2 separate regions of the Mus musculus genome follow, and region 2 is linked to region 1. The links are chromatin contacts, called in public Micro-C maps. All regions are on one chromosome and are shown on one strand. The core of a region is the stretch at or near the end of the contact, and the rest is flanking DNA. Distances in the headings are between cores, read along the strand shown.

Region 1 (3,731 bases), core at 470-2,969:
CACTGAACTCCAAGGGTTTCTGTCTGCAGTCTGCATATATCCATCCCTACCAGGGACTTTTTTTTTTTTTGCTATCTTGTAAACAGTATGGTCTGGCCAAGTCCTTCAGATGGCAACTCCCATCTCTCCCAGATTGCTGGGTGGATTTTCAAAACCAATCGGTCCATAGATGCAGACAAAGGGGTTAGAATGTGGACAAGAGTCAGGGCTCCCTACTTGCCAACTGCCCTGAGACCCAGAGAAGGGGCAGATAGAACACCCATCATGTCTGTGTCTCTCCCCTTCCATCCCCACAGTGTAACTGACACAACAGTGATGAAGATGTCCTACAGAAACTCTGGAAACCATGGACCTCAAAGATAGGAAGCTCTCCTCCTTGGGAATGTCATGCTGGGAGAGGGGAAAGCGACCAACCCAAGTGGTCACCTTTCATGACAGTATTGAAGTTTACGCAGAGCTGGTGGTGGGCAGGACTATGCCTTACTGATGACTTAGGCAGAACCTTGCCTTCTTTTTAAGCAGGACCCCAAGATGGACATGGGAGAGGGAGTCCATCTTTGTCCTTCTCAACGTGGTCACATCTCTTTTTTTCTACATTTTACTGTGAGTCTGGCTCTTTTAGTTGTCTTATGGAGAGAGGCTAGCTGAACCTGTTTTGTTGGTACACAAGCTGTGAACCCCAAATTGGGTAACACTACTGATGGGTGCTGTTTTTCAGTCAAGGTAAACCCCTGGGGGGAGGGGCTGCTTTGTTTTTGTTTGTTTGTTTTTTCTTCTGTTTTTTTTTGAGACAGGGTTTTTCTGTGTATCCCTGGATGCCCTGCACTCTCTCTCTGTAGACCAGGCTGGCCTCCTGCCTCCGCCTCCCAAGTACTGGCATGTGCTACCACACCCATCTTAAAGCTGCTTATCTTTAAGAATAAGGCACCCTAACTAGAGTTGGGGACATAGCTGTGTTGGTAGAGTCTGTATCTTGCAATCACAGAACCTGGGCTCAGATCATCAGCAGAGAATAAACCAAGTATGATCAGTCACACCTGTAATCTCAACCCTCTGAGGTGGAGGCAGGAGGATTGGAAATCCAAGGTCATTCAAGGTTGGCCTAGACTATGTGAGACCCTGGGGGGGGGGGGTAACCAAGTGTCATTTGTTTTGTTGTTCTTTGTAGTTTTGGTTTTTCTTTTTTGTTGTGGTTTGTTTTTGAGACAGGATTTCAAGTTGTAGGCAGGTTGGTCCCAAACTCACAGCAATCCTCTTGAGGCAGCCTCTCAAGTGCTGGGATCAGGCCTGGCTGATCAAATTACATTGTTGCAAATATTCTCTGACTGTTCCTGTTTTGTTTTGGTTTGTTTTGTTTTTGTTTTTTTTTCGAGACAGGGTTTCTCTGTATAGCCCTGGCTGTCCTGGAACTCACTCTGTAGACCAGGCTGGCCTCAAACTCAGAAATCCACCTGCCTCTGCCTCCCGAGTGCTGGGATTAAAGGCGTGCACCACCACGCCCGGCTGACTGTTCCGTTTTAAGGACCGAGTTATGTTTGGGGGAAATTTCCTGAAATTTAATGGTTTTTCCAGCTATCAGGGCCTGGACAGTTCCTATGGAGGATGGAGGGCCTCCCCTCCACCAGTCAGGGCTCTATCTGCCCTTAACTTTACACATCAGGCTCTGTAAGAGCAGCTTCCTGATGCTCGTATTGCAACACAAACCAAACCGCAGAGGTTATGACTTCTGTTTCTTCTCTCAAGAACCACCATGTGGAGCAAGCCCCACCCACTTCCTGCTCCCGTGCTGGGCAGCAACTGCCACTTGCTTCAGGATGTGAGGTCAAACTCAGGTCCAAACAATACTAAGGCCACACCCCAGCCCTGCTTTCTGCCAAACAACCCAGCGTTACAAGGAATGGCTGTAAGGAGAGGCAGGCTAGCTGGGTTCACACCTTCTAGAGCCGTGCTTCTCAACCTTTGTAATGCTGTGACCCTATAATACTCTTCCTCATGTCGTAGTGACCCCCAACCATACAAGTGTGTGTGTGTGTGTGTGTGTGTGTGTGTGTGTGTGTGTGTGTACGCACACCAGAAAAGGGAATCAGATTCCTTTACAGATGGTTGTGAGCCACCATGTGGTTGCTGGTAATTGAACTCAGGACTTTCAGAAGAGCAGTCAGTGTTAACTGCTGAGCCATCTTGTCAGCCCCACAAAACCATTTTTGTTGCTACTTCATAACTGTAACTTTGCTACTGCTATGAATCGTAATTGAATTCCTTTCTCTCTTCCTCAGTGATGCAGTATAGGCTAGATTAGACCAGATTAAAAGTAGATAAAGGCAGGTTTATTAGGAGGCAGCTCTCAGGAGGATTCACTGACTTCACAGAAGGGCAATGGAGTCACGCATCCCGTATAAAGCAAGGGGGTTTTATAGAACTTAGGTAAGGAGTGATGGCCTGTCAGTTAGGGGCTGGGATTATGCCTATATATGATCAAAAACTGAGCCCTTGGGTGGGCACTCTTGGGTGGGTTGTCTGAACACTGCGATGAGGAGTAATGACCTGTTACCCTGGAGTTTTCTTCTAGCAGGAGGAAAGGGGTGTTCAATGTGTGGGCTGGGTTGATGGATGAAGAGCTTGTGCAGGGCGGAGCAGGGGTCCCAGGCAAAAAGTACGTAAATCTGTGTTTTCCAGGGTTCTTAGGTAACCCTTGTACAAGGATCATTCGAGCCCTCCCACCAGGGAGTCACAACCCACAGGTTGAGAGCCTCTGTGTTAGACCTTTGAAATGGGTTCATCAGCCCTAGTGTTGGAGCATAAGCCTCGGGTGTGATCCCTGTGTGATCCTTGGGTGTGATCACACACACACACACACACACTGACACACACATGCACATACACATATATACATACACATATACACTGACACATGCACACACATACACTCTGATACACACACACATACACACACAAGAAACAGACAGACAAATGTGATGCAATCTATATTTATGCATGACAATGTCAATTTGTCATCTGAAGTGGAAACTTAAGGGTTCTTTGGAAAGTCAGTTGTTGTTGTTGTTATTATTATTATCTATTATAAATAGATTTGACAAGCAGAATGATGCAGCATTGTGATCTCAGTGCTGGGGAGGCAGAGGCAGGAGCGTCCTGGTCAGCCAGTCTTGCTGACTCTGTGGGCTACACAGGTCCAGTGAGAGACATTTCTTAAGAAAATAGAGTGGAGTGTGGTCAGAGGGGACTTGATTTACTGTATATGAGGGAGTGTTTTACCCACATGTGTGTATGTGTAGCACTTGCATGCCTGGTGCCTGCAGAGGTCAGAGGAAGACATCAAATCCCCTGAGCTGGAATTGCAGATGGCTGTGAGCCATTATGTGGGTGCTGGGAATTGAACCTAGGTCCTCAGCAAGAATAGGAGGGGCTCTTAACCTCTGAACCATTTCTCCAGCCTTAAAATCTCTTTGCAATGACATTAAGAACCTCAAGAAAGGGACCAAATTTTCCAGTAGCATCTACAGAGAGGCTGTATGGTCTTCATATTAATAATTTAAAAGAAAAAGTGTGTGTATGTATGTATGTGTACATGTGTATGTGTGTTTGAATTTGATTCCCTGGACCCACATGCTGGACGCAGAAAATTGACTTTAAAAGCTGTCTTCTGACTGTCACAGGTGTACTGTGGCATGCATATGTTCATATGCACACATACACATGTGCACACAATA
Region 2 (3,731 bases), core at 333-2,832, 510 kb before region 1:
AAGCACTCCCCGCTATGGAGGAACTTAGGAAAAAGGTTGAGGAAATGAGCGGTGAGTTCCAGTTTGACGTAGGTTTGGATAACGAACAGAGGAGGCTGGTATCTCTCTTGCAGCCGCCCAGCAGATGCTGAGTAGAGTCACTAAGATGACGGGGGACGGCTGCCATGCTTGGTTTATGAGAGCATGCTAGACACATCTGAGGCCAGCACCCACGGAGCCTGTCTGATGTTCTGAGTAGTAAGTTATGACGCTAACAACAAACACAGGGCGGGGCTTCTTTAGGGCCGATATAATGTGCTGGGCAGACTCGAACTCAGACAAAGAGATTAGTGAACCTTGACGCATACAGTGCAAAATGGGAGTGGCTGAAAAAGCCCACTGATGAGGACATGAGACAGAACCAGTGTGCCAGGTGTGGCGGCTCAGACCTATAATCCCAGTACCTGGGTGGCTGAGGCAGGAGCATTGCAGCATGTTTAAGTCCAGCCTGAGTTACAAAAATCAAAGCAAAGAAAGAGGAAGGAGAGAGGACACCGAGTGCCTTCTGCCAGAACTCACGGTGACAACTAATTGTGAGTGTGTTGTCGCTGTTCAGGTGGCCCCGACATGCCACACACACACATGCCACACACACACACACACACACACACACACACACCCCAGCAGGTTCCTGAGGGCTGGGTGAGAAAAGAAGCTGCATCCTGAGCAAATTGCTGAACCCCTCCCCACCCCCACGCAGGCAGCAGATAAAGGATTCCTCCACAGTCTTTCAGGACTTCCAATCCTCCCTGGCCTCTGCCAGAAGATAGTTTTTCTTCAGTCCTCAAGGAGCAGCAGCAAGTCTATACTGGAGTAGGCATGCTCAGACCTTCCTGGCTTCATGAGTTCAGTTCCTGCTCCCCTTGTTATGAACTGCACGAGGCACACAGTAATATAAGTTCAGATCAGTCTGGGACAGCACAGGAGATGCTGGCTTTGAAAATGTCCCTGGTGGCTTGGGAACCTGCTGTATTTTCATTCATGTATTCATCCATCCATCCATCCATCCATCCATCCACCCATCCGTCTGTCCATCTATCCATCCATCTATCCTCCCACACTCACCTCTATCAAATGCAGAGCTAGGCAAGTGCTCTAGCTACCACCAAGGTACATCCCAGCTTATGCAAAACTGTCTACTAGCCTTTTCCCTAGAGAAAATGTTGGGTATAATTCATACAGCTACACATGGTACAGACCCCTTCTGACATCACCATTACATCATCTTGAAGTACGAACCAAAGAGACGCAGTCAGTTTTAGAGGAGTTTTCTTGTTTGTTTGTTTTTACCTAATGTCTTTTGAATTCAGGTATGAACCTCCTGCAATTGCCTGTGTCAGGCCCTATAGCTCGCCACCAGCTTCACAGGTCAGATTCTGAGCATGTGGATTAAAGGAAAGGCTGTGGGTGCTCCGGGAACTCTTCTCTGCCCACAAAAACCACAACCTGGATACATCTTTACCGGGAGAGGAAATATCAGCTTTTTCTGAAAAGCAGCATGACCTAATAGAGAGCTCTCTGCCTCCAGCTTCCTCTGTAATTGCCAAACACAGCCTTCCACGTCTCCTAGAATTGGCTTTAGAACTGCATGACCAGCTGGCACAGAGATGCATACCTGCAAGCCCAGCTTTGGAGGCAGGAGGATTGCTTGACCCAGGGTTTGAGGCCAGCCTGAACAACAAATTGATCCCCTACTTCCCAATAGTGTACTTCTGATCTGAAGATGAGGCCAACAGAAAGTGTGACTGGTGTGTTTTCCTGCGGAATACATAAAACCACAAGGGCTCTCGGGGTCACTGCTGTTTCTCAATTCTTCCTAGAAGGAAGTAGGACGAGCATACCAGAAACCCGATTTCTAAGTGCTTGCCTATGGCACTGGCTTGGTAGGACTTCTTCTACAGGCATCTCCAAGAAAAGCAGTTCAGGGGTTAGAGGTACAGCTCAGTAGAAGAGCATTTGTCTAAGATGCAGAAAGCCCTGTGTCCAATCTCCAATAACGGAGACCGCGTGAGAGAGAGGCAGACAGACAAACAGAGAGACAGACAGACAAAGACAGAGATTTTAAAAGTCAATTTCTGAGCTAGTTCAGACTCTAAGAGAGGCTGTGACTCAGAAGAGTGAAGTTAAATACCCTTTTAAAAATTTTCCCAACCATGCTTTTAGACGGGTCCCTTACCTATTTCCTCCTTTCTCATTTCAGAGACATCCGGGAAGACTCCGGGGATACGGTTATTATACTCAAGCCCTGCCAAGAAACAATTGTAAGAAAAGGAGCTATTTTGACTGGGTCAAGAGGAATAATTATGCTGCCTAAAAATACACCGAGTCTGAGGGAAGAAAATGAGAAGCTTTATGAAGAAGGTGAGCAGCACTTCCTCTCTGGCCACCTTTCAGCGCTGTGTGGTTTACTCTAATAGCAGCCTGTCGTTTCAAGCCAGATGATTCAGTGGCCAGGCCACAGCTCACAGAGCATTTCATCTGCGGACATCCGTCCTGCCTGTGAAGAAATGGGCATTTAGTCATGCAAAGGAAAACGATACCCTCCTGACCAGTGTCCAGCCAGAAGACACTGGTCGTCTGCTTTTACTTGCAAGCAGATGAAAGGGAGCCGGTGGGGCTGGACCTGGTCATTAGAGAGCCTGGCTTCTTTCTGATGGTCCAACAGGACAGGTTGTTTCAACTTTTACACATCAAGACCTGAAACTGAAGCGTGAGAATCTACTATCGTAACTGCCCTCTTCCTATGCCTCCACTGAACTGCCTTCCCCGCAGGAGTGTAAGGGGATGGATGAACTGGTGTTTGGGGCAGGAGAATCGTGAATTATGAGGTCACCACACTGCATTTTCCTGCTTAATTGAGAGGAAGTGCAGCATTCTTTCAGACCTATTTTCTGACTAAGTCAGCAGACCCCACCTAGAATCTGACCTCTTCTCTGAACAGATAACCACAGAGTCAAATGATTTCCAGACTCATAGCCATGTGCTGCTAGATGTCTGGACCTGGCTGCTTGGATCAGAACTTTTTGCCTGTGGCTTCTCTACAATACCTGGCTCAGTCTCAAGCTCCAGCAGCAGCGCATGCCTGGACCTTTGCTGTGCACGTACACGGCTCGCCTTCTGCTCAATTATTACCTTCACTTTTAGACTCCTGGATCAGGCCAGTCCTTACAATGTGGAGACAATGGAGACATTGTCAGTTTGAAAGAGCCAGACCCAGAGTTCATGATTAAAGAGGAGAGACAGCCCAAGGTTCAGTGAGCATGCTTACCAAGGACGTAAGGCTTCCTGTAAGCCTTACATGTCCTCATTACATATGTGCGCTTCATCAATTGTAGGTGCCATTTGGACTCTAAAAGGTGATCATCTCAGGACTTACATGTAGAGCACATTCCTTAAAAAAGTGTGCTTACTCCCAAGGCAGGATTATATAGTTACCTGTTGCTGTGCCAACAGTACCACGTAAGCCACAAGGACAATAAGCTCACTGTTCCTCTAAGACCCGAGTGCTTAGAAGCTACAAGAAGGGCATAAATTCTAGGAAACACCCAGAATGCGCAATTGCATGCGTCTCCATGGTCTGTGTTCTGGTTCTAGGTGTTCAAATGTGTTAGGTGTCTGAGATAAGAAGGGCATTTTGGACAATAAAAAGTTACCAGTATGGACCAAAAGGAATGTTCCACTGGGATCAGAAG

The links. Hi-C and Micro-C count contacts between places; a contact is called where the count stands out from the background.
Region 2: a contact with region 1 is called in a Micro-C map of the G1E-ER4 cell line. The contact joins two enhancer-like sites. A contact is called at or near these places in 1 of 484 Hi-C or Micro-C datasets (the G1E-ER4 cell line), 1 of 115 datasets of contacts at active chromatin or transcription factors (embryonic stem cells) and 1 of 9 other capture datasets (embryonic stem cells).

The regions. Positions count from the first base shown.
Region 1 is chr1:181,858,884-181,862,614 of GRCm38.p6, reverse strand. No RefSeq gene overlaps it. Among named protein-coding and RNA genes, the nearest start is that of Gm33669, 18 kb to the left of the region's middle. Within about 2 kb of position 1,719, at least 164 of the 459 cell types and tissues checked have an H3K27ac peak or open chromatin away from gene starts, as enhancers often do. A contact at or near this core is called in the G1E-ER4 cell line, where this site is marked.
Region 2 is chr1:182,367,737-182,371,467 of GRCm38.p6, reverse strand. No RefSeq gene overlaps it. Among named protein-coding and RNA genes, the nearest start is that of Fbxo28, 28 kb to the right of the region's middle. Within about 2 kb of position 1,582, at least 88 of the 459 cell types and tissues checked have an H3K27ac peak or open chromatin away from gene starts, as enhancers often do. A contact at or near this core is called in the G1E-ER4 cell line, where this site is marked.